Regions from separate parts of the Mus musculus genome. Here all the other regions are linked to region 6. A link is a contact called in public Hi-C, HiChIP or PLAC-seq and promoter capture Hi-C data. All regions are on one chromosome and are shown on one strand. The core of a region is the stretch at or near the end of the contact, and the rest is flanking DNA. Distances in the headings are between cores, read along the strand shown.

What was found. Promoter capture Hi-C pulls out the DNA fragments that hold promoters and counts their contacts. A called contact is a pair of places that touch in the nucleus more often than the background predicts. HiChIP or PLAC-seq counts read pairs in DNA pulled down with a chosen protein or histone mark.
Region 1: a contact with region 6 is called in a promoter capture Hi-C map of pre-B cells, with 5 times the contacts expected there. The contact joins the enhancer-like site here to the promoter of Zfp36 in region 6. A contact is called at or near these places in 1 of 39 promoter capture datasets (pre-B cells), 1 of 484 Hi-C or Micro-C datasets (LSK cells) and 2 of 115 datasets of contacts at active chromatin or transcription factors (bone marrow-derived dendritic cells and thymic regulatory T cells).
Region 2: a contact with region 6 is called in an H3K4me3 HiChIP or PLAC-seq map of embryonic forebrain, with 5 times the contacts expected there. The contact joins the promoter of Aplp1 here to the promoter of Zfp36 in region 6. A contact is called at or near these places in 3 of 115 datasets of contacts at active chromatin or transcription factors (astrocytes, embryonic forebrain and thymic regulatory T cells).
Region 3: a contact with region 6 is called in an H3K27ac HiChIP or PLAC-seq map of bone marrow-derived dendritic cells, with 5 times the contacts expected there. The contact joins the promoter of Cox6b1 here to the promoter of Zfp36 in region 6. A contact is called at or near these places in 2 of 39 promoter capture datasets (the HPC-7 cell line and maxillary cranial neural crest), 1 of 115 datasets of contacts at active chromatin or transcription factors (bone marrow-derived dendritic cells) and 1 of 9 other capture datasets (liver).
Region 4: an H3K27ac HiChIP or PLAC-seq map of regulatory T cell precursor shows a contact between it and region 6, with 12 times the contacts expected there. The contact joins the promoter of Gramd1a here to the promoter of Zfp36 in region 6. A contact is called at or near these places in 1 of 39 promoter capture datasets (neutrophils), 1 of 484 Hi-C or Micro-C datasets (CD8 T cells) and 2 of 115 datasets of contacts at active chromatin or transcription factors (regulatory T cell precursor and thymic regulatory T cells).
Region 5: a contact with region 6 is called in a Hi-C map of B cells, with 6 read pairs. The contact joins the promoter of Zbtb32 here to the promoter of Zfp36 in region 6. A contact is called at or near these places in 4 of 39 promoter capture datasets (the C10 cell line, cranial neural crest, frontonasal cranial neural crest and 1 more), 1 of 484 Hi-C or Micro-C datasets (B cells) and 3 of 115 datasets of contacts at active chromatin or transcription factors (astrocytes, bone marrow-derived dendritic cells and bone marrow-derived macrophages).
Region 7: a Hi-C map of liver shows a contact between it and region 6, with 3 times the contacts expected there. The contact joins the promoter of Prodh2 here to the promoter of Zfp36 in region 6. A contact is called at or near these places in 2 of 39 promoter capture datasets (embryonic stem cells and hippocampal neurons) and 1 of 484 Hi-C or Micro-C datasets (liver).

What each region holds. Positions count from the first base shown.
Region 1 is chr7:25,704,701-25,707,724 of GRCm38.p6, reverse strand. Tgfb1 (transforming growth factor, beta 1) reads right to left here. Exons shown (of 7, transcript NM_011577.2): 7 at 2,648-2,941. The coding sequence ends at 2,783. Among named protein-coding and RNA genes, the nearest start is that of Ccdc97, 13 kb to the left of the region's middle. Within about 2 kb of position 1,709, at least 143 of the 459 cell types and tissues checked have an H3K27ac peak or open chromatin away from gene starts, as enhancers often do. A contact at or near this core is called in bone marrow-derived dendritic cells, pre-B cells and thymic regulatory T cells, where this site is marked.
Region 2 is chr7:30,444,064-30,446,956 of GRCm38.p6, reverse strand. Aplp1 (amyloid beta (A4) precursor-like protein 1) reads left to right here and starts at 1,375. Exons shown (of 17, transcript NM_007467.3): 1 at 1,375-1,635; 2 at 2,496-2,639. The coding sequence starts at 1,489.
Region 3 is chr7:30,624,211-30,627,383 of GRCm38.p6, reverse strand. Cox6b1 (cytochrome c oxidase, subunit 6B1) reads left to right here and starts at 1,270. Exons shown (of 4, transcript NM_025628.3): 1 at 1,270-1,333; 2 at 2,771-2,884. The coding sequence starts at 2,779.
Region 4 is chr7:31,149,598-31,152,525 of GRCm38.p6, reverse strand. It overlaps Gramd1a (GRAM domain containing 1A), which reads left to right and starts at 1,355. Exons shown (of 19, transcript NM_027898.4): 1 at 1,355-1,630. The coding sequence starts at 1,623.
Region 5 is chr7:30,591,402-30,594,624 of GRCm38.p6, reverse strand. Zbtb32 (zinc finger and BTB domain containing 32) reads left to right here and starts at 1,683. Exons shown (of 6, transcript NM_021397.2): 1 at 1,683-1,713; 2 at 2,660-3,223. The coding sequence starts at 2,757.
Region 6 is chr7:28,377,512-28,380,728 of GRCm38.p6, reverse strand. It overlaps Zfp36 (zinc finger protein 36), which reads left to right and starts at 1,501. Exons shown (of 2, transcript NM_011756.4): 1 at 1,501-1,555; 2 at 2,236-3,217. The coding sequence starts at 1,532. The coding sequence ends at 3,171.
Region 7 is chr7:30,492,303-30,495,506 of GRCm38.p6, reverse strand. Prodh2 (proline dehydrogenase (oxidase) 2) reads right to left here and starts at 1,849. Exons shown (of 10, transcript NM_019546.5): 1 at 1,650-1,849; 2 at 1,379-1,575; 3 at 1,157-1,295; 4 at 983-1,069. The coding sequence starts at 1,823.

The DNA.
Region 1 (3,024 bases), core at 460-2,959, 2.7 Mb after region 6:
ATGAAACCCCGGCGTGTGTGGTATGAGTGGGTTTGCAGCGGGTCACGCAATGACCATGACCCCGTGGAGGATGTTTGTGTAACTGCCGGGGGGAGTAGTCTGTTTCCCAGCTGGGCTCTGATGCTGTGATGTGTGTCTGGTGTGTTTGACACTGTGAATCTGTCTGGCATGTGGTGCAAGCTTGGCCCTATAATGTATATTTATGTGATGGCCTTTTCTATCAAACTTTCTACTTGTGTCATGTCCTGTGAGGGCCCAGGGCTGGACTGTTTATAGTCTGTATGTGTGGTCTGTGTCGACTGCCAGGTGTCAGAATCTATGTCACTAGTCTTGAGAGGTGAATGTGTTGGTGTAGTTGTGGGACCCTGTCCATACTTTGGCTTCTGCTGGGGGTAGTGGGGCTATTCAGCAATCCTTGAATGACTACAATCCTGATTGTGTTCTTGCTTGCGTGTTTGTGTATCTGCCAGGCCAGAGCTAGTGGCAATGACAAATGTTCTTGTCCTGCCCCAAACCCCAACCTGTTCCTCAGAGGCTCTCAGCCCCTGATGGGACGAGACTAGGAGGCCTCTGACCCACTCTTCCAGGCTCAGTGCTGTCAACCTCAAACCAAAGGAACTCTGCCCTCAGTCACCCTGCCTCCCTCCCTCCCTCCCTCCCAGACACTCCCTGAGTGGAAAGCAAGTTTAGGAGCCCTGGGGGCCTGAGAAAGGCAGAGGGTAGGGGAAGTGAAACACAGGAGAAAGGAGGAAACGGGCTTGAGAAAGAGGAAGCAGGAGAGAATTCACAAGCTCCCCCCAGCAGATGGGAAGAGATGAAACACAGGACTCGCTAGGCTCAGGCAGCCGGTCTTTCTTGCCTGGGTAACTTATCTTCCTGAGGACACATGCATGCATATACGCTCATGCATGTGCACTCTCTCTCTCTCTCTCTCTCTCTCTCTCTCTCTCAACCCCAGGAAGGGAGGAGGCAGGGTGACTGAGGACAGAGTTCCTCACCATTCACTTAACTCGCAGTGATTTACCAGAAATGGAGGCCTCGGATACAGCTTTTTAGCTCATCTGGTAAGGCTATGTGTCCCCCAAGTTCTTTTGGGGTCCCATACTCCTGATCAAGATATGATCAAGAAAGCAGTCTTAGATCCATGTGCAGATGCTAAACTAACTAAGTTCTGTGGATTTAGGAAGTAACCACCTTCCGTGTGTGTAAATACTTCCTCCTGTAAAGAGCACACGATCCCCCAAAAAGGATAAGCAAGCTTTTGGAGAGAGTGGGAAGGACTGAGGGGTTTTCCATATACTTAGCTCTGCTTGGCTGGGGGCTATGTAGATCAGGCTGGCTTTGAACTTGTGGTGATGATACTCCTGCCTCTGCCTCCTGTTCAAATTACAGGCAGCCTGTTCAGACCACACCCATCTTCACAGGTTTTCCAGAAGGACCAGGTGATATTGCTGGCCCTGCATACGAGGCTGCAGAAACAGTACATGGCTCCAAACAGTATGTGGAGGAAGCAGCGAGTGTGGCCGTGAGCCAGCGGGACTTATTTACAGAAACAGGCTGCAGGCTGCAGGCTGCAGGAGGCTTGGGGCCAACCTTGGCCAGCCCCTGCTCTGTCAGGCTGTGGGAAGAAAGCTGTGATCAAGGACAGCCACACACCTGACATGTAGGAGAGTTGTCATTCCCTGGCTTGTGCTGACTTGGATCTGACTCAGCGCCCAACACCCTTCCCTTAGACTCTTCCAGTCACGTTGCTCTCTTTCCTCACACAGTGGCACACCCCAAGATGGCTGTCACTTGTCACTTCCGGTCTTCCAAGAATCTCTCTCTCTCTCTCTCTCTCTCTCACACACACACACACACACACACACACACACACTCCCTGATTCCACTTCCTTCTTGTGGCTCCCCCTCCCCCTAGGCTCCTTTCACCCAGTGACATAGTCAGCACCAACACCAACTACTGATTTGGTGTTTTGGTATTTTGGAGACCGTTTCTTCTATGTGTAGTCCTGTGTATCCAGAACTTGCTCTGTAAACCAGGCTGGCCTCAAACTCAGAGACCAATCTGCTACAGCCTCCTGAGTGCTGGTCTTAAAGGCCTGTGCCACCACATTCTGTGAATTGGGGGTTTTTTGGGATAGGGTCTAATGTAACCCGGAAGCCCCAGAGTTCCTTATCTAACCCTTGCCTTCCCACTGCAGGCATTTCAGTACCACACACTCAACTCTGAACCAGTAGCCTGGTTATATCTGAGCTAGCCTGAGCTATATCTATCTGCCTGCCTCAGTCTCCTGAATGCAGGGACTTGTCACATGGGGCCACCACAACCCACTGTATCAGCACTTTTTGCTCTTCCATATACTCATCATCCAAGAAATGAATTCATCCCAGCAGGAATTCAGGCTCTCCCGGATTGCCTCGTGGATGCTCAGAGGTATAAAGCACTGTGAACGGTGCCTAAAGAGATGATACCTGAGTCTAATAGGGTTTTCCCTGGGCCTCAGCGTCGCCCCCTGGAATTCTGGGATCAAAGCCGGCGTTCCTTAGGGAGTGCTGGAGGCGATTGCACAGAAAGGGACAAGATGTGGTAGGGGCGTCAGCTAAGAGGGAGACGCAATCCGGCGGCCAATGACACGGAGACCACCAGTCCTCTGTCACCTTTAATGGGCCCCCCAGGTGGGCTTGAGGGGGGGTGCAGGTGTCCTTAAATACAGCCCCGGGCGCTGCGGGCGGGGCGGGGGCGGGGCCGGGCCTGCCGGGAGGGGCGGGGCGGGGCGGGGCTTCAGCTGCACTTGCAGGAGCGCACAATCATGTTGGACAACTGCTCCACCTTGGGCTTGCGACCCACGTAGTAGACGATGGGCAGTGGCTCCAAAGCCTGCGGCACGCAGCACGGTGACGCCGAAGCGCCCGGGTTGTGTTGGTTGTAGAGGGCAAGGACCTGCGGGTGGGCCGGGGTCACTGCCAGAGTACAGGGGCTCCCCCTATCTCTCTCCCCACCAGGATCTCTACATTTCTGTCTCT
Region 2 (2,893 bases), core at 126-2,625, 2.1 Mb before region 6:
CTCGCCTCTCATGCATTGGGTGGCAGTAGCGATGATGTCCTAAGTCCTTCCTTAGCCCCTTGCTACTGGCTTACTGCTGTAGGTTCTCTCTCTCTCTCTCTCTCTCTCTCTCTCTCTCTCTGTATTTTAAGATCTGTTATTTTTATTTTACTTGTGTGGGTGTTTTGCCTGCATGTGTTACTGTATACTATATACATTCCTGGTCCCTGAGACCAGAACAGAGGGATGGGTCCCCTAAGACTGGAGTTATAGACAGTGTGGGTGTTGGGAATTGAACCCGGGTCTTCTGAGAGAGCGGCCAGTGCTTTTCATCACTGAGCCTTCTCTCAGCAGTTAGCCTGGAACTCTTGATCTTGCTGCCTCAGGCCCTCTGGGATTACAGGTGCACATCACCATTCCACTTTAAACTCTTTTAATAATACACCACTACCTCACCCCACCCACATCCACAGAGATGCACACACACACAAAGCAGAAAGACAGACAAATGTGGGCAGGTCCACACCATACAGATGCACACACACACACACACACACACACACACACACATCTGGGCTGCTTCGGGGGGGGGGATTAGAATATTGTACACTCACTTAAGATAAAACAGTGAACCCTTTAGGCAGAAGACTTGAGGTGGCCCTTAGAAAGGGTGAGAATGGGGGACTCCACACAGTGGTCCTCAGGTGCTGGTCTTGGAAGGCTATGGTATCCAGCACCTGACCCGAGTCATCTGTAAAGAAAGGGTTTAGTCATGGATTTTTGGAGGGAGTATTTGAAGATCCAGACACCTGGCAATCAGGGCAGGAAGGCTTCCTAGGTTTGAGGAAGCAAGGGTGGGAGACTTGGCCTCCGGTCCTGAGACAGAAGAGGCCTGGAAGGGAGCAGATTTACCTAGCTGTAGCTGTGTTTTGTCTTTTGAGACTGGGTTGCATGTAGGTAGGCTAGCTTCAAACTCCTATCCTCCCGCCCCCTCCTCTCAGGTGCCGGGATTACAGGCTTTCCTAGTACACTCCCTAAATTCTTGACTGGGAAAATTCGGAGGTCTATATTCCTGGGACCTCAAGAGAGGGATTTATGGAAGACCCCCACCCCCATGGATTCTGGCATCCTTGGAGGAGGACAAAGCTGATGCTGGGTGTCTGCGTTTGCCAGAAGAGAAGGCCAAGGATGAAAGTCCAGAAAACGGCTACGCCCAGGACTGAACCTAGTGACTCGGTCTTCACGCGGACAGTGACACCTGGAATCTTGAGGGGCTGGGACTTGGAGCAGGCTCCCTCCCGGGGTTCCGGAGCCTCTCAGTGCGCAGAGCCGCCACGCTATTGTCCTGGCTGGGAAGGCGGGGCCGGCGCGGGGCGGGGCTGGCGGCGCCGGCGCAGCCCGGGGGCGGCGGGAGGAGGAGGCGGCGGTGGCGCTGGGAGCTCCTGTCACCGCTGGGGCCGGGTAGGGCCGGGCGGGAGCGCAGGGGACGTGAGGGCCCGAGGCCCGGACATGGGGCCCACCAGCCCCGCCGCTCGCGGTCAGGGTCGCCGCTGGCGACCGCCGCCGCTGCCGCTGTTGCTGCCACTGTCATTGCTGCTTCTGCGCGCGCAGCTCGCCGTCGGGAACCTGGCTGTTGGGAGCCCCAGCGCGGCCGAGGTGAGGCCCGGCCGGGTCCTGGGGATGGGGAAGGGGCGGGACCGGGCCTCGACCTGGACGCGGGACGGCCACCGCAGTCCTTTTGGCCAGGTGGCCTGCCCCACGCGATCCGAACTGTAGATTTTCCTAGGTTCCTCCATCGTCTGACGTCCCTGCCCCCTCCCACCCGCATCGTCGGACCTGGCTCTTTCCAAGAGCCTCTGGTCCAAGAAATCCAGAGCACCCCTAGACGACAAAGCCCCAAGACCTGCCCACCTAAGCGTAGGACGCACCAGGCAGTAGGCGCTTGGCTCTAAGAACCCAGGTCCCTTGTATTATCTGGACCCACATGAACCCCCTGCCCTCAAACATCCAGTAGTCCGGGCCTCCACCCACTACTCAATCCGGATATAGCTCCTCTAGTCCTTAAAGGTCTGATGTGCAGGCCTGCTGGGAAGCTGGGCCCTGTCGTCTTTGCACCCCCTCAGTGGGAACCTGAACTGGGGATGGAGGGAGGAGGGGCCAGAACGCCTGGGTTCGCCCCCCGCCTCCCCCAACACGATTCAAGTTTAACCCCTTCAGGCTTCAGACCCAAGCCGCTGGGGCGGGGGCGGAGCCTGTCTTCTCAGCAACAAGGCCGCGAGAAACGGGGCGGGGGGGTGGGGACCCAGGTCACCATAGCAACGGGAGAGCTGGGGCGCTCCAGCCCCACGGGATTTGTTTCCCGGGGAACGGTCTCTCCACTCAGAAGGTGCTTAGAAGGAGCTGGTGCTAGAGATAGGGGCAGGAGCCCTATCTGGGTTTTAGGGAGCAAAGAACCAGACAACACAGATGACATCGTTGCCCTGGCTCCTCACTGCCCCATCTGCCTTCATTCCCAGGCTCCGGGGTCGGCTCAAGTGGCTGGACTATGTGGGCGTCTAACCCTTCACCGGGACCTGCGCACCGGCCGCTGGGAACCAGACCCACAGCGATCACGACGCTGTCTTCTGGACCCGCAGCGCGTGCTGGAGTACTGCAGACAGGTGGGCGGGACCCCACGGGGAGAGGCGTGGTCAATGAGAAAGTGGATCCAAGCTGGGGCGGGGTCGCCCTTGAGGAAGCTGGACTTGGCAGAGTCTAGGGAGATGAGAGAATCTGTAAAGCCAGGGAAAGCTTGGGGGTCTGTGGTCAGTGAAGAGGCCCCTCCTAAAGGGCCAGCGCAAACCTATTTTGAGAAATTAGGGGCCGCGGGGCGGCGGTGGAGACTGAAAAAAAAAAAACCCAACAACACCCCCCC
Region 3 (3,173 bases), core at 21-2,520, 2.2 Mb before region 6:
TTAATCCCAGCACTCGGGGAGGCAGAGGCAGGCAGATAAAAATTCGAGGCCAGCCTGGCCTACAGAGTGAGTTCTAGGACACCCATAGATAGATAGATGAGTTTCCAGGGCTACACAGAGAACCCCTATGTGGATGGCTACTCTCAATTATCAACTTGACTATATATAGAATGAACTATAATCCAGAAACATAGGGAACACCTGTAATCCGGACTTGAGGCAGGAAGACAACATGCCTGTAATCTGGACCTTAAGGCTGGAAGACACAGGCTTTTGATCCAGACCTCTAGGAGGAATGACTCCTACAGGTCTTGAAGCACACTTTTATTCTGGGCCATATCTTCTGCTGGAGGCCTATATAAGGACAATGGAAGAAGGGACAGGTACTTGCTTTGCCAGTACTTCCTTTGGAGCCTACTTCTTCTGGATTCCAGTTTATGCAGAAAAGCAGCAGAAACAGCAACCCTCAAGGATCAGAGCAATTCACCACATTGCTTCCAATTATGATGATAATGGACGAAACTTGAAACTGTAAGCCAGCCCTTAATTGTTTTCCTTTATAAGAGTTGCCATAAACCGGGCGTGGTGGCCCATGCCTTTAATTCCAGCACTAGTTAGGCAGAGGCAGGCGGATTTCTGAGTCTACAAAGTGAGTTCCAGGACAGCCTGGTCTACAAAGTGAGTTCCAGGACAGCCAGGGCTATACAGAGAAACCCTGTCTCGAAAAACAAACAAACAAACAAACAAACAAACAAACAAAGAGTTGCCGTAGACATGATGTCTCTTCACTGCAATAAAACACAAACTAAGATTGTCTATCCCGAAAACCCAAATAAATAAATATAAATAACTTTCGAATCAAGGCACAGGGGTAAACGCTTGTTATCCTAACACCTAGTAATCTGTGATCAAAATTTCGAGGCCAGTCTGAGATATACAGCGAAGTCCTATTTCAAAACACAGATTATCTGTGACACTTTTCCATTCCCACTCTGAAGACAGTCTTATGCTTTTCCCTCTGGGAAGGACAGGCAGGTGATAATAACCCATAATTGAACGTCAGGTGCCTTTTAAGAGCAAAGTAAAATCTCGATTGGCCCAGCAACAATAATAAGCAGAAATTTAGCTCAATAGGAGGTCGGGCTTCTTCGGAAGTGGGCGTGGCCAAAGCGGTTTCTGGGCACGCCTCCCGAGGCCAATCTAGCAGCCCGGAGGACTCAGCTCGGCTCCTCCTCTCGCAGCTTCCGGCCAGTCGGAATTCCGCTTCCCGTCTGACATTGGCGTCTTTGCTAAGGGTCACATTGAAGTAACGCTACTCCGGGACAATCTTTAGGTGAGTGTGAAGGGTCGGGATCCTGGGGGAACCTTGTCCGTTGCAGAGAAGCGCCCCGGGGCTTCCCTGACGCCAAGCAGAAACTTCCGGCGGCCACGGGTCCGGTGTCCTGGAGCTAACCATTATAGCCGCCTTTCTTCATGATGGCTAGGTCGCTTTCTAAGCAGTCCCTATTACTCCATCCTTCAGCCCTACAAGTCCCCTTTGATAGCGTTGGGGCTGGAGTGTGAAGCGCCTTACCCGTGGCTATAAGGCAATTCGGATTTAGACCCAGTAAATTGGACTGTGGAGCTTTTAGTTGCGAGTTCACAGGCGTGGCCACCCGCGTTCCAAGGCCGAAGCCTGTCGCCTTGACTCGTGTCTTTCCCCTCAGCGTCATCTTTGATCAACTCTCAAAACTCGAGATATTGTCCAAAATTACTTCCGACACTGAGTCTTTTAAATCCCCCGTGCCCACCTTGCCTCCTTCAATGAACCTGCCCAAATACCCCACTTGTTTGGACTACTTCAGTTGACACTGGCACCTCTGTGGTGTCAAGGTCCCCCAGATGCTCTAGAGACAGTTTCTCTCAGGTCTGTTGATATTGACTATGTCATCTCTTCAGACATATCAAAGCTGAGAGAAGTCGATAAAACTCAAGGAGCTAAAGTATTTGAATGATTGGGGGGGGGGCGGTTTGCGTGGGGTTCTAATCGAATTCCAGTATTTACTTCCATTAGGAATGGAGGCAGCAACGTCAATAGATTTGGTAGCCTGGGCCATTGTCAGCAGGCAAAATCACAGATACCTGACACATGCCAGTTACAAGAGTCACAAATCTTCAGTCATGGTTACCTCCAGTTGTACTTTACTTGTTAAGTCCTTTGAGCTTTTTTTTTTTTTTTTTTTTGGAGCGGGGTGGGGGGGGACACATCTTAGGCAATCCCACAATGCATTTAGGCATATTCTGAGCAAAGTTTGAGTTCATTGGACCTCAGATGAGTGTGTGACGCCAGAAAACTAGCCGGTGACACCAGAAAATCCTTGCAGTGTTTTTGCTGGTGATGGATGAAGCATTATCACTGGGTGCTGTGTGACCTTGGAAAGTCATTTAGACACCCTGTCCCTTGTGTAGACAACAGAGGTAGCAATATCTTTTAGAGTGGCCATGGGGTAGGTATGTATAGAGTACACATAGTATGTGCTGTGCACACAGTGAGCGTTAACTGGAATTTAAGGATGAAGATTGGTTTTGCCAAGGAGACCTCTGTCCAACCCTACTGTGGCTTCTGTACTCAGATATATGGGTTTTCCCTGCCCTTCATCTTTCTGTGTTTGTGAAGAAGGGGGAGATAATGGTTTATTCACATTCAGCCTGTTATTCTGCTCTGGCCTGACATCCCCACACCCAGCACCTCCAGAATGGTTGCCAACATTCCCACTCTGTTTGCATCCAGGAGTCAGGATGGCTGAAGACATCAAGACTAAAATCAAGAACTACAAAACTGCCCCCTTTGACAGCCGCTTCCCCAACCAGAACCAGACTAAGAACTGTTGGCAGAACTACCTGGGTAAGCAGAGTACCATAGTGGGCCTGCCTGGGTCTCCCATGTACCTCCAACCTCAGAAAGGAAGTTGGGGAGCAGGGACATGTGCGTTCCAGCCTGGTTTCCTTCACTCTGGACGTACCCTCTGGAGGGCCCGACCCCTCAAACTAGCTCTCCAGGTCATAAACTTTGGTCTCAACAATAAATTTTTTGAAGAATATAATTATACATGTATATATGAATTACATATACATCTTATGTGTGTGCCACATACACACACAACATACAAGTAAATACAGTATGTAAACAGTTG
Region 4 (2,928 bases), core at 106-2,605, 2.8 Mb before region 6:
TGGTGGTTCCTGCCTGTAATCCCAGCATTTAGGAGGCTGAGGCAAGTTCATAAATTCGAGCCCTGACTCAGCTACATACTGAGGTTTGAGGCCAGCCCAGGCTATATAATGATATCCAACCCACCCAAGCCCTCACCACCGAAGTAAATGTCTTTCTAAGAGTAAACAAGCTACGGACGTATAAAAAGAGCAACACAGAAAGATGGAAGGCAGCCATGCAAGAAGAGCGAGCTTCCTCCTGTGGAAGGGATAGCAGTGCAAAGGTCCTGAGGCCGGAGGCAGGTGGGATGAGCAGGGGGGTAGATTGACACCTGGGATAATCAACCAGGAGGCTAAGGAGGAACCAGTTAGACAGACAGGTGGAAGGGGCCCAATCAGGAGGGCTCTGGACACCAAGATGAGCACTTTTTTTTTTAAAACAAGGAATGAGGTGGAGCCAGGGTAGGGCTTGAAGCCAAGAGGCCTCTGGCCAGACTTGGCGATTCACAGGCTAGAGCTCTGGCTGTAAGTGGTAACAGAGCGGGATAGGAATGGAAACCAAACAAGGTGGGACTGGGCCTACTGTAGCTGGACAAGAGGCTGAAGGCCGAAGAGGGGTGGGGAGAAATCCCTGGGCTGGGTCCCAAAGCCAGAGGCTCGTTCACATTGTGTTCTCCAACAAGGACGACAACCACGCCTGGCTTGCAGAGGTGGGTGCAGGGCTGGCTGGCACAAGAACTCGTCCTACACTGCAATGTATGGTCATTTCCCGTCCTGAGGCTCGGCAGGCTTCCCAGTATCAAAAACGCTGATGAGCCCTGCCCCTGTGCTGTTCTGGGGGAAACCCCTTGCCTGGGAGCAGGGGGCTCCCCAGGCCTGAGGGACTTGCCCAAGCGCACACAGCACTGCTAGGAGCCGGGTGGGCTGGAATCTGACGTGGTCTGCACGATTAGGCTGGGGAAGTCTCCATACACACGCGCGCGCGGAAAAGTGAACGCTTCTAAGGCAGGAACTGAGGTTCTGAGGCTGGGTGGGGAGAACGGGAAGAGGCTTTCCACCCTCCAGCTGTGGTTCCCCGACCCCACCCCCAGACTTCCGCCCCAGGCCAGTTCTTCCCAGCATCAGCCTGTCACCCACCTCCATCCCACTTCTCAGAGACTCTTCTGGGTCCAGGGGAGAAGCCCAGGGTGTTTAAACTTGTTTGCTCATTTGTTTTGAAGACAAATTCTCACTCTGCATTCCAGTGGCCTGGAATTCATTATGTAGCCCAAGCTGGCCTCGAACTCATGCCAATCCTCCTGTCTCAGCCTCTGGGATGTGAGGCGTGCGCTATCACGCCCCGCCCAGGCTGCTCATTTTAAATAAAAATTTTCTTCTGTCTCCCAGCCGGACTCTTTCCCCAGCCATCCTAGGCCTAGGCCCGCGCTCGCGTCCATGTCCCCCTCCCGGCGGGGGCGGCGCCGTGACGCGCGGGGCGGGAGCAGGAAGGGGGTGTCGCTGACGCCGAGGCGGCCTCCGGCGGCTCCGGCCTTTTGTGCGGGTGGCAGGGTCCGGTGGAGGCGGCGGCCGAGGCAGGCGAGGCCCGGGAGGCCCATCTCAGAGCAGCCGGCCGGGTCCTGCCCTGCAGCCGGGGCGCCGCATCCATGTTCGAGTAAGCACCGGGCCTCGGGGTGGGAAGCGGGGACGGTGGTGCGATCGGGCTGCGGCAGAGGGCCGGAGCTGGGTTTCCAAGCTGGTGCATGTAGGAGCGACCCCGCTGGGGACCAGAAGGGGTACACGTGAGGGATTGCAACCTGGCGGCGAGACCCAAGATTGGGGCGTCACTACCGGCCTGGGACGCATATGGGCAGCGGGGAGCTCCTCTAGGCCCTGATCGTCCCCCTACGGGGAGCCCTGACCCAACACCCAGATGAAAGGGCCGCGAGCAGCCCCACCCCCCATCCCCATTACTGGGCAGGCCCCGCAGATCCTCCGGTCGGTGGTCCCCGTTTGTCGTGGGGGCTGGGGAAAAGGAGCTTCTTTGAGCCTGAGATCTCGGCGGGGTGGGGGTCGGGTGTGTTCTGCCCCCCTCCCGCCCCCGCCACTCCTGCCTGGTCACCTGTGCCTGCGGGTTTCCGTTTGTGATTGTGCTCAGCGTGGTGTGTGTGTGTGTGTGTGTGTATGTGTGTGTGTGTGTGTGTGTGTAACAGCTGGGATTCTTTGGGGCAATGTTGTGTGGCTGTCTGTATGTTATCTATCATCTTCTGTGTGATGGCTACCACCCAGGTCGAGTGCATCTGGTGCTCTTGGACCCACTGTGGTTGTGTGTGAGACGTGTCTCATTTTCTTTGTGGCACCGTGTGCAAATCACACATTCTGAGCTTGTGCCTCATTGTGACTTGTACAGCATTCCGCTTCAGTCTCTTGGCTGACTGTACCTATAATTCACCATGAATTACGTCTGTGAGTTACCTCCGTGAGCTCTCATTGTGATTTGAGTATGTGTGCATGTGGTTGGGGCTCAGCTGCTGTGCGCCTGACATCCACATTTGGATGTCTTTTGGTTCCGTGAACAAGTAGAAATTGCATGTGTCTACCGGTGACAGTGTGGTGTCACTGGGCCCTGTGGGTGGCTCACTTACCTCTGATTCCGTCTGTGGGAAAGTCCCAGTGTATCCAAATGTGGCATTGTTGCATGCCTTGGGTGTGTGTGGGAGATTGTCTCTGTCTCTCAGACCCTTTGTGGCTTTGTCTGTTGAAAGAGACAGAGACCCCTTGTGGTTTTCTCAGCTGAGAACCCTCCCTCCTGGGATGTTGGGTGTAAACTTAACTGCTTTGCAAAGCCTGCCCCTCCTCATGCTGACCCTTCAATATCTGGCAGTGCATTGTTCCCAAGCCCCCCTTGTCTATGGGAATGTCAGGGCTCTCTCACCTTGACAGCTGATAATTCCATTCCTCGACTCTTGAGAA
Region 5 (3,223 bases), core at 434-2,933, 2.2 Mb before region 6:
GTGATGCGGCTGCTGTCAGACCCCAGTGCCTTTCCCGCTACAACTTTGCCCCACTTCTTGTTTTTAGAGACTGTGTTTTTGTGTTGGAGGAAGGCTTGTATCTGTTTGTACATTTATCAGAAGGGCTGGCATTTAGTATGCCTTTTACATAGCAGTATCTAGTATGATCCCAAGTGCATGATGTTAGGAATTAGAAAGCTCAGAAGTGGAAAATATTTAACATTCAGAGGAGCAGATGAACACAGGGTTCCATTTGCATTTTCCCTTTCGCTCTGACTCATCTTCCCCTATCTCCACCCTACTAACCCTTCACCAGCCTCACCCACCGACACACCCTGTCTGATCTAGGAGGGTCGCCACCTGCCTGCACCCAAGCTAGAATCGGAGGGAAGGCATCCTAGGTCTGGAGGGATAGAGTAATAGAAGGCTGGACTGAACATCTTGGAGTCCTGGAGCCAAGGGGGAAAAACAGATCTGACTGTTCGTTATTGGCTCGAGGAGGGGCCAGAAGCTAGGGAGAAACCTCAGGGGACTCAGCTCATTCTGGCACCACAGCAGCCCAGCCAATGTCTGGCCTGTCTCTCCTCTCCGTATTTACTCCATATGTATGACAGATTAGACACCTGCCATGAATGAGAAGAGCAGCTTAGGATCAGATTGGTAGAATGGTAAAAAACAAAACATAAGTAAAATAAATTAAAAGGAAACAAACAAATTTGAGTTTCAAAGGCTTTTTATCCCTTCCTCAATTTAAAGAGTATCAAAACTGGGCGTGGTGGCACTGGCTGAGACAGGATGATAGAGATTTCAAGACCAGCCTGAGCTACACAGGAAGAAGACATATGGGGGGGGGGCGCTAAAGGTGTCAAAAGAGGTGGAAATCTCTAGGGACCTTGACCCCTTGAGCAGAAAATGAAAGAAACCCCTGGTTTTGATTTCAGAGAAATGTCATTTGTCATCAGCCCAAGAAAAGGAGATTTTTCTCTTCGAAGACCACCACAGGCTTCCTGGGGTTGCCCCCCTCAGAGTCTGCTGGGAGGATCTGAGTCACACACACCTAGTCTTTGCTGTGGTCCAGAGGACAAGGGTCAGTCTCATAGAGGAAGGGGGGCCTGATGAACTAAGCCAGGGAAAGGAGGAGCCTTGGCTTTTCCTCTGCCTGCTGCTTCCCATTCTGTGTTTCTATGCTTACACTTCTGAGGTATCACAAGTGCTTTTCCAGCTACTCCTTGCTATGGCCACCTCCAGGATGTAGAACTAATAGCAGCTGAATGCTGTGTTGTGCTCACAGACTGCTTCCTCATGCATGGCACTTCATTTTCACCCCCACCTCTGGACGAGACCATGACACTTGATGCATGAGGTGACTGAGGGAGGGATGACGTGCCCAAGGTGACTCAACTAGTAAATGGCAGAGATGAGGCTTCAACTCTTGACTATCCCAAAGTCCCTGTCACCACAGGTTCACATCTTTGACTCTACAGAACTCACAAGTGAATTAGACTGAGGAGGCAAGGCAGTCCGGGTTGTTAAAAGTAGATCTGTAGCCTCTCTTATAGGTCCTAAGCAGAGACAGTAAGCCACACCCCTCTAGGGGACTGTGGCAGACTAATACTTGGGATGACTGAGGACGGGGTGGAGCTAACTGGGGGTAGGTGGGCAGGAACCCCAGGAGCAGTAGTGAGCATGCGGTACTAGGAGGCAGCTACAGAGGTGAGTTACCATCCCTCTCCCCAGCTGTGCTTTTCCTCCATTCCAACCTTCTTTCTACTTCCTGCCACCCTGCATCCCTCACTCCAAGGTGTCTAAGTAGTTCCTCATTCCTCTCTCTGCCTCCCCCACCATGCTGCTTACTCATGGAGGGTCCACACCGAGCTAGGCCTGCAGGATGCTAAGACTCGCAGGCTATCTCTCTCTGTGTCATGATGGTTTTGATGTGTGATTAAAGTCTTGACTTGTTGAGCACTTTCTGAGTCTTAGTCTTTTGGCTTATGAAAAACAGAACTCAACCATTCTTTATCCTCCTTGTGAGAGGAAGTAGCTTCCCTTTCCCCAGTCTCTTTTTCCTTTCTTTCACTTCCTCAGGCATCAAAGCCTTCTCTAAAACTCTTGTGTGACTCCCTTAACCCACTGGATGGAGATCTCTGCTCTTTTCCAATCCCTTCTCAGAGGGTGTATTCTAGAAGCTTCAGTCTTGCAGAGACAATTGTGTGACGCCTTAAGAGTCTTTTGTCCTGCCATGTGAGCTGTCTTGATGCCTTCTCTGGCTTTCTGGGCTCATGTTGGGGGAGGACCCAAAAGCTGTCTGAGCTCTCTCATGAGGTCGCATCTTCCTCCATTCATAAATGCCAGGTTTGATGCAAAGTGTGGAAAAGGCCAGGCTGTTCAGAGGCTTTCCCTGCAAAAGAGCCTGGGGAAGCCAAACCTTCCTTAAGCTGGGTGTTTGCTAACTATACCAGCCCTAAACCCACTATCTGATACCTCTGCTAACTGCCTGGCTGTCGTTCTTCAGGCCCCAAACCTAACCTCTGGCCCAGTGTGCATTCTCCTAGTGTGGCATCCCCACAGCTGGCCTTTGGCTTAGTTTATTTGATTCATTCAGGACAGACAGCACCAATCTGAGCCCAGACACTCACTCTTTCTCCCTTCCCCTTCACAGGCCAGAGAGTATGCGGTTTCTCTCCCACTTCAATCATGGATCCCCCATTGTGGCTTTCCTCTCAGAGCCTGTGAAACTGGTAGATTAGCCAGGAACAATGCCCCAGACCCCCACAAGACTAATCAGCCCATATGGCTCTGATAGGTTGGTACAGTTAGCGGCTAGACTCCGGCCAGCACTGTGTGATACCCTGATCACAGTAGGGGGCCTGGAGTTCCCGGCTCACAGCCTAGTGCTGGCAGGTGCAAGCCCAAGGCTTGGCTGCAGGGGCCGGTGGGCTCTGGTTGAAGACATAAGCCCTTCCACCTTTGCTCAGATTCTGACCTTTGTCTATGGAGAGAGTATAGAGCTACAGCCTGGGGAGCTGGGGGACCTTGAAGAGGCAGCCAAAGCCTTGGGGGTACAGGCCTTGGAAGAGGCCTGTCAGAGAGCTCAAAAGGGCAAGGATGAAGATGAGCTGGATCCAGGACTGAAGAGGCACCAGCAATCAGAAGACTTCATGAGGGGCTCTGAGAGAGGACTTGGGAGTCCTGGAGAGAAACAGAAGCCAGAGAAGGATTTTAG
Region 6 (3,217 bases), core at 252-2,751:
TGGCCCATTCTTTCAATAGAGCAGAGCTTCCTCCCTAATAAAAGACGTAAGCTGTTCCAACCTTGAGTTTTCGGAAGCAAAACCTCTTAATTTAAACTGCAGCTTGGGTAAATGTGCTATCCAGCCATGCTAGACTAGGGGGTTGGAAGGGCACTGCTGAGCTACAGCTCAGAGCGGTCCCTACCTGGACCAACTGTCTTACAGGTTCTGTGCCTTCAGGTTTAAGTTTTTATTTCGCCTTTCTATCTTTCTGTAACCCACTTCCTCGCCTAGATTTGTTTCCCAGTCCCCTCTCCCTGTCTTACTGTCTCCCCACTTTGTAAATGTCATCTTTTTTTCTTTCTATAATAGGGTTGGCTCTAAGGAGTACATACCAAGTCGCTGAGACTTCGTTTTACTTCCTCCTTACCTTCGTGGTTTCTCTTTTTTTTTTTTTTTTTTTTTAAAAGTAGGACCTGGAACTCAATCAATAGCTTAGTCTGACATTGAACGCCTGATCCCCCTTCCTCCACCTCCAAATGCCAAGATTACAACCATATGCCACTGTCTTGTCTTTTGTTTTGTTTTTCAAGACAGGGTTTCTCAGCCGAGCATGGTGACACACGCCTTTGATCCCAGCACTCCGGAGGCAGAGGCAGGCGGATTTCTGAGTTCAAGGCCAGCCTGGTCTACAAAGTGAGTTCCAGGACAGCCAGAGCTATACAGAGAAACCCTGTCTCGAAAAACAAAAACAACAAACAAACAAAAAAGACAGGGTTTCTGTGTGTAGTCCTGGCTGTTCTGGAACTCACTCTGTAGACCAGGCTAGCCTCGAACTCATAGAAATCCGTCTGCTTCTGCCTTCCAAGTGCTGAAATTAAAAGTTTGGGCCATCAGTGATCTGGCATCTTTTTACTTCCTAAGAAAAGGGTCTCACCAAGTTACTCAAGCTGCCCTAGAACCCACTGTATAGTGGAGCCAGGCCTTGAACTACCAGTCTCCTGCCTCAGCCTCCCTGAGGGGCCGGAATCACAGTCCTAAACCAGCAGATCCTACTTGTGAATGTCTCTCACTGTCTCTTTGTTTTTCTCTCGGCTTCTGGCCATCTCTGTCTCTTCCAACTTGTCTCTCCCCGCCCCCGTCTGTCTCACACGCACACGCCCTCAGTCTCTGCCCTTGTCAATTGTCCCTAGAGCCCTGCCCCCACTTCTGCCCCAGTTCTCTTCCCGACTGCCTTCCACCTCTGAAAAACACTAGGACGCCCCGCTACCATCACCTCCAGTTGGTCGTACACAACCCTCCCTACTACCCCCCGAGAGGGGCCGGAGCTGCGGGAGGGCCAAGTTCAGGCACATTTTGCATGCTAACCAGCAGATAGGCGGAAGGGGCCTAGTACCAGGCCGGCCGAGCTACGCCGCGGGGGCGCGTCCCGGAAGCTCTAGTGGCCACGCCCCCAGGCCGCCCCATAAAAGGAGAAAGCTCCTGCTGCGGGCCACAGCCTGACTTCTGCGAACCGACAGTCGGTCTCTTCACCAAGGCCATTCGCGCCACCATGGATCTCTCTGCCATCTACGAGGTGAGTACCTGTTAGACAGCATCCCGGGATCCCCGACGCACCAAACTTAGGCCCGGGACGCCTCCGTACCTTCTCAGACTAGCCCTGGCTGGCTGGAAATGAGAGAGGGAGCCAGCGAGCCTAGCGCCTCGGTCCAGATACCGGCGATCCCCTTGGGACGAAAAGCTGGCACACTGCTGTCACTCGCGTAGGGCGGAAGCGGCATCACACCTGTCTAGTGCCCTTCGCTGCCCATGGCGCGGTTTGGTGGCCAAGCAGGTGCTAAGGTTGAGGTAGGGGGGGAGTTGACAGGGTAAGAGTTCTAGAGAGATCTGGCCTCCTGGGTCAGCTTTGGCCGGCTCCTTCAAGTTGTGAAACGAGCGCCCGGTGGGCGGTCATATGGGGGGGGGGGGAGTCCTAGAGGCCCAAAGTTGGCGAGCAGCAGTGTGCTTTGATTTGGGGGGGAACCCTCTCTCGATCGGGGATACTGGGCTTCCTAGATCCTTCTGGATTACCTTCAGTCATGTGGAAACACTCAAATCTCTGTAGTCAGGTTCTCCCTGGAGTTTGTGTGAGCCGGGTGGGGCTCAGGCCGAGAACCCACAAACCGGACTGGCAAGCTCGTGAAGTGCTTTACAACAGGGGCGGGGCGACGTCACCTTACCTTTTCTGGTGGCCTAACCGAACCCTGTTCCTCTCAGAGCCTCCAGTCGATGAGCCATGACCTGTCATCCGACCACGGAGGAACCGAATCCCTCGGAGGACTTTGGAACATAAACTCGGACTCCATCCCGTCTGGGGTCACCTCTCGCCTGACTGGCCGCTCCACTAGCCTGGTGGAGGGCCGAAGCTGTGGCTGGGTACCCCCACCCCCTGGTTTTGCACCTTTGGCTCCCCGCCCAGGCCCTGAGCTGTCACCCTCACCTACTTCGCCTACTGCAACTCCCACCACCTCCTCTCGATACAAGACCGAGCTCTGTCGGACCTACTCAGAAAGCGGGCGTTGTCGCTACGGGGCCAAGTGCCAGTTTGCTCACGGCCTGGGTGAACTTCGCCAAGCCAATCGCCACCCCAAGTACAAAACGGAACTCTGCCACAAGTTCTACCTCCAGGGCCGCTGCCCCTATGGCTCTCGATGCCACTTCATCCACAACCCCACCGAGGACCTAGCTCTCCCTGGCCAGCCCCATGTGCTGCGACAAAGCATCAGCTTCTCCGGCTTGCCCTCAGGCCGCAGAAGCTCGCCGCCACCTCCAGGCTTTTCTGGCCCTTCCCTGTCCTCTTGTTCCTTTTCGCCTTCCAGCTCCCCACCGCCCCCTGGGGATCTTCCACTTTCCCCTTCTGCCTTCTCTGCTGCCCCTGGGACCCCTGTGACTCGAAGAGACCCTAACCAGGCCTGTTGCCCCTCCTGCCGAAGGTCTACTACCCCCAGCACCATCTGGGGGCCCTTGGGTGGCCTGGCTCGGAGCCCATCTGCCCACTCTCTGGGATCCGATCCTGATGACTACGCCAGCAGCGGCAGCAGCCTGGGGGGGTCAGACTCACCTGTCTTTGAGGCAGGGGTGTTTGGGCCTCCCCAGACCCCTGCACCCCCAAGGCGTCTCCCCATCTTCAATCGTATCTCTGTCTCTGAGTGACAAGTGCCTACCTACCCAGTATGGATCAGCTAGATCTCAAAGAGAG
Region 7 (3,204 bases), core at 600-3,099, 2.1 Mb before region 6:
TGTGGTTTTCTCTCGGGTCACTGGGTGCTGGCCAGCTCATCCCGGGACTTGAGAGGAGGCCCAGCTTCGGGGGTCTGACAGTTTGGAATTCTGGAACTTTTCAGTGGGTATATAAATGCCAGGGCTCCAAGAGGCAGGGTTAGTGGTTGTTGGTCCCTTGGGGGAGGATTGGTTGTAGTTTGTTAGTCAAGCTCAAAGAAGAAACAGAAGGAAAGAAATTAAGTTCAGGACTCTCTCCCCCCTCTATCCTTCTTGCCCTATCCCTAGTGTTAGGGCATGAAACCAGAGCAGGAGGCCGGGGGAGAAGGATACATGTAGGAAAAAGAAGAACCCACAAAAATAGCAAAGACCAGCTATACCAGAAACAATAGTACATGCCTATATCTCTAGTGGGGTGGAGGCAGGAAGATCAAGAGTTCAAAGGCATTCTTGGCTATACAGAGAGTTCAAGACCAGCCTGGGATGCATGTCTTAAAAACAAACCCACCAACATGTGTGAGTGTGTGTGTGTGTGTGTGTGTGTGTGTGTGTGTGTTATGTTATAGATGTTCTGCCTGCATGCTTGTATGCACACTACAGGTGTGCCTGGCACCTATGGAGGTCAGGAGAGACGGCTGCATTTTCTGGAACTGGAGTTGTAGATTGCTATGAATCACCATGCGGGTGCTGAAAACCAAACCTTGGTCCTCTGCAAGAGGGCTCTTGACTGCTGAGCCATCTCTCCAGCCAGTGCTTTTGAGGCAAGTCTCACTCTACAGCCCAGGCTTCAGCTTCCCACGTGCTGAGATTACAGGCATGCACGACCATGCTCAGCAACTGACCAACAGGTCTTATTCGTGTCCTGCCCTCTGTGGAGAAAGCGCTGTTGGTCTGATCCCTTCTCTGGATAGCTCTTCACCCCCACACTTCCCTTAGAACTCCAAGAGTCCCATGTTTATCCAGGCCAACCATATCCTCAGTGAGGAGCACCTGCATTCCTTACCCGACCCGAGTCCATGGCTTCTGCCAGCCTCTCAGGGCTCAGCTCCGAGGAGCCTCTGGGTCTTTGGATCCAAGCCGACAGCTCTTTCTGAAATGGGTTGGTGGCTGGCATGGTGAGGGTGTCCTGGTGGGCAGCCACCCCCACATCGCCACCCCCATCTCACTTGTCACTTACACAAAGCCGAGTGCTGGCTAGCGCGGTCACCTTCAGCTGCATGAGGCTGTTCCTGGCTGGGCCGTGGGCGTCCACGAGGGCTCGGGATAAGTCCACACAGCGCAGCATGGCGCTAAGGTTCTCCTCATACCAGACCTCACTGCCCGGCCAGTGGAGGTCAGCTTCCAGAGCCCCCTTCCTGCCCACTCCATCCTCCCTTCTACCCTTCCTCTCTCTACTCACCTGGTCTTGGCAGTGGAGTCTGGTTCCTCCTCGGTGGGTACTGCCAACAGGGGCTGGAGTCCCAGGGCCTGCAGCTGCCCGACACAGTTCCTCACTTCCTCTGCTGTCTCCCCGGCCACAAACTGCCCGTAGATGGATGCTCGAAGAAGTGCGCCTGAGAGCCGGGATCCCAGGAGTCGCTGAGACCAGGCCTGAAACTGGGTGACAGGGAACACATGCTCAGAGCCAGGTCTGGGAGACTTCCAGGCCAGACCTTGTGCCTACTGCTCACCGCTAGTCCATGAGTGACCAAAGGGGGCCAGGCGCATAGGCGAAGCACTAGCAAAGCCCGTGCCAGTTCTGCGGTTCCCTTGACATGGAAGGCCCCACCATCAAAGCGCAGGGGCTGCCAGCCACCTGTAGAGGGCTTGGAGGGGCCATACAGCGGCAGACGCGTCCAGATCATTGCAAGTGCCTGGTTACCACCACACTAGGGGAAGGGGCCAGGCAGATAGCAGCTGTACCAAATGCCCCTTGCCCAGCTGGGGGGCAGTTACTGATTAACTGGGCAAATCTTTAGGATAGCAGTCTCTTGGGGTGGTGGTGGAGGGTTAATAATTAATGGTTAGGGACAGAGGTCAGAATAACAGGACATGTACGCCCCCAGTGACAGCCCCCAATAACCTTTCAGCCTGACAGTACGACAGATCTCAGCTGTCCAGCTTGCATTGCTGAATAAGCAGTTGGGCCCGAGAGCAGGGAACTCCAGGTTCAAGGCAGCCGGGATTTGCAATCTTAGCTAAGTAACATCCTCTCTCTTGTTGCGATGATTTTTATCCTTCAGGGAGGAGCACTGCACAGTTCTTGTGTACACTTAAACTGCACACAGACCACAGCCCTGCTGTCCATCCTAAACATGTAGTTTGCAGAACTTGAACATGGGCATCAGGAAAAAAACAACCCAAATGTCCACCAAACGGGACTGGGTGAGGCATTGAGGTGGGTGCAGAGGGACCCAGGCAATGGGTACTCTTCAGCAATGAAAAAGTGAGCTGTCATGTGACACCAAGTCTTTTATTTATTTTTTTAAACAAATAAAAGATTGTTTGTTTTTATTTTATATGTATGCGTGTTTTGCATAACAAACGGCTGAGTACCACATGCCTGCAGTGCCCACAATGGCCAGAAGAGGGCATTAGATCCTCTGGAACTAGAGCCGTAGAGGGTTGTGAGCTGCCAAGTGGTTGCTGGAACCCTAATTTCAGTGTTTTGCAAGAGCAGCCAGTACTTTTAACTGTGGAGCCATCGCTCCAGCCCTGGATTGTTTGTTTTAATTTTTTCTTTGATCTGCCAAGTCTGCAAGGTGTGCACTGTAAAGCCATTTCCAATGACATGCCCCCCTTAGAGGTTTTTTTTTTTTGGTTTTTTTTTTTTTGGTTTTTCGAGACAGGGTTTCTCTGTATAGCCCTAGCTGTCCTGGAACTCACTTTGTAGACCAGGCTGGCCTCGAACTCAGAAATCCACCTGCCTCCGCCTCCCGAGTGCTGGGATTAAAGGCATGCGCCAACACGCCCGGCAGAGTATTTTTTAAAAGATTTAATTTTCATTATTTTAATTACCTGTGTGTGTCTGTCTGTCTGTTTGTCTGTCTGTCAATCTGTGTACATAAATGGAGGTACCCACTGAGAGGCCTCAGATCCACCAGGAGCTGGAGTTACAGACAATCTTGAGTCAACCAGCATGGTTGCTAGGAACTGAACGTGGGTCCTCTGGAAGAGCAACCAGGGCTCAAGTCTATGGAATCTTCTTTCCATCTCCACTACAGTATTAAAACAAACAAACACGCA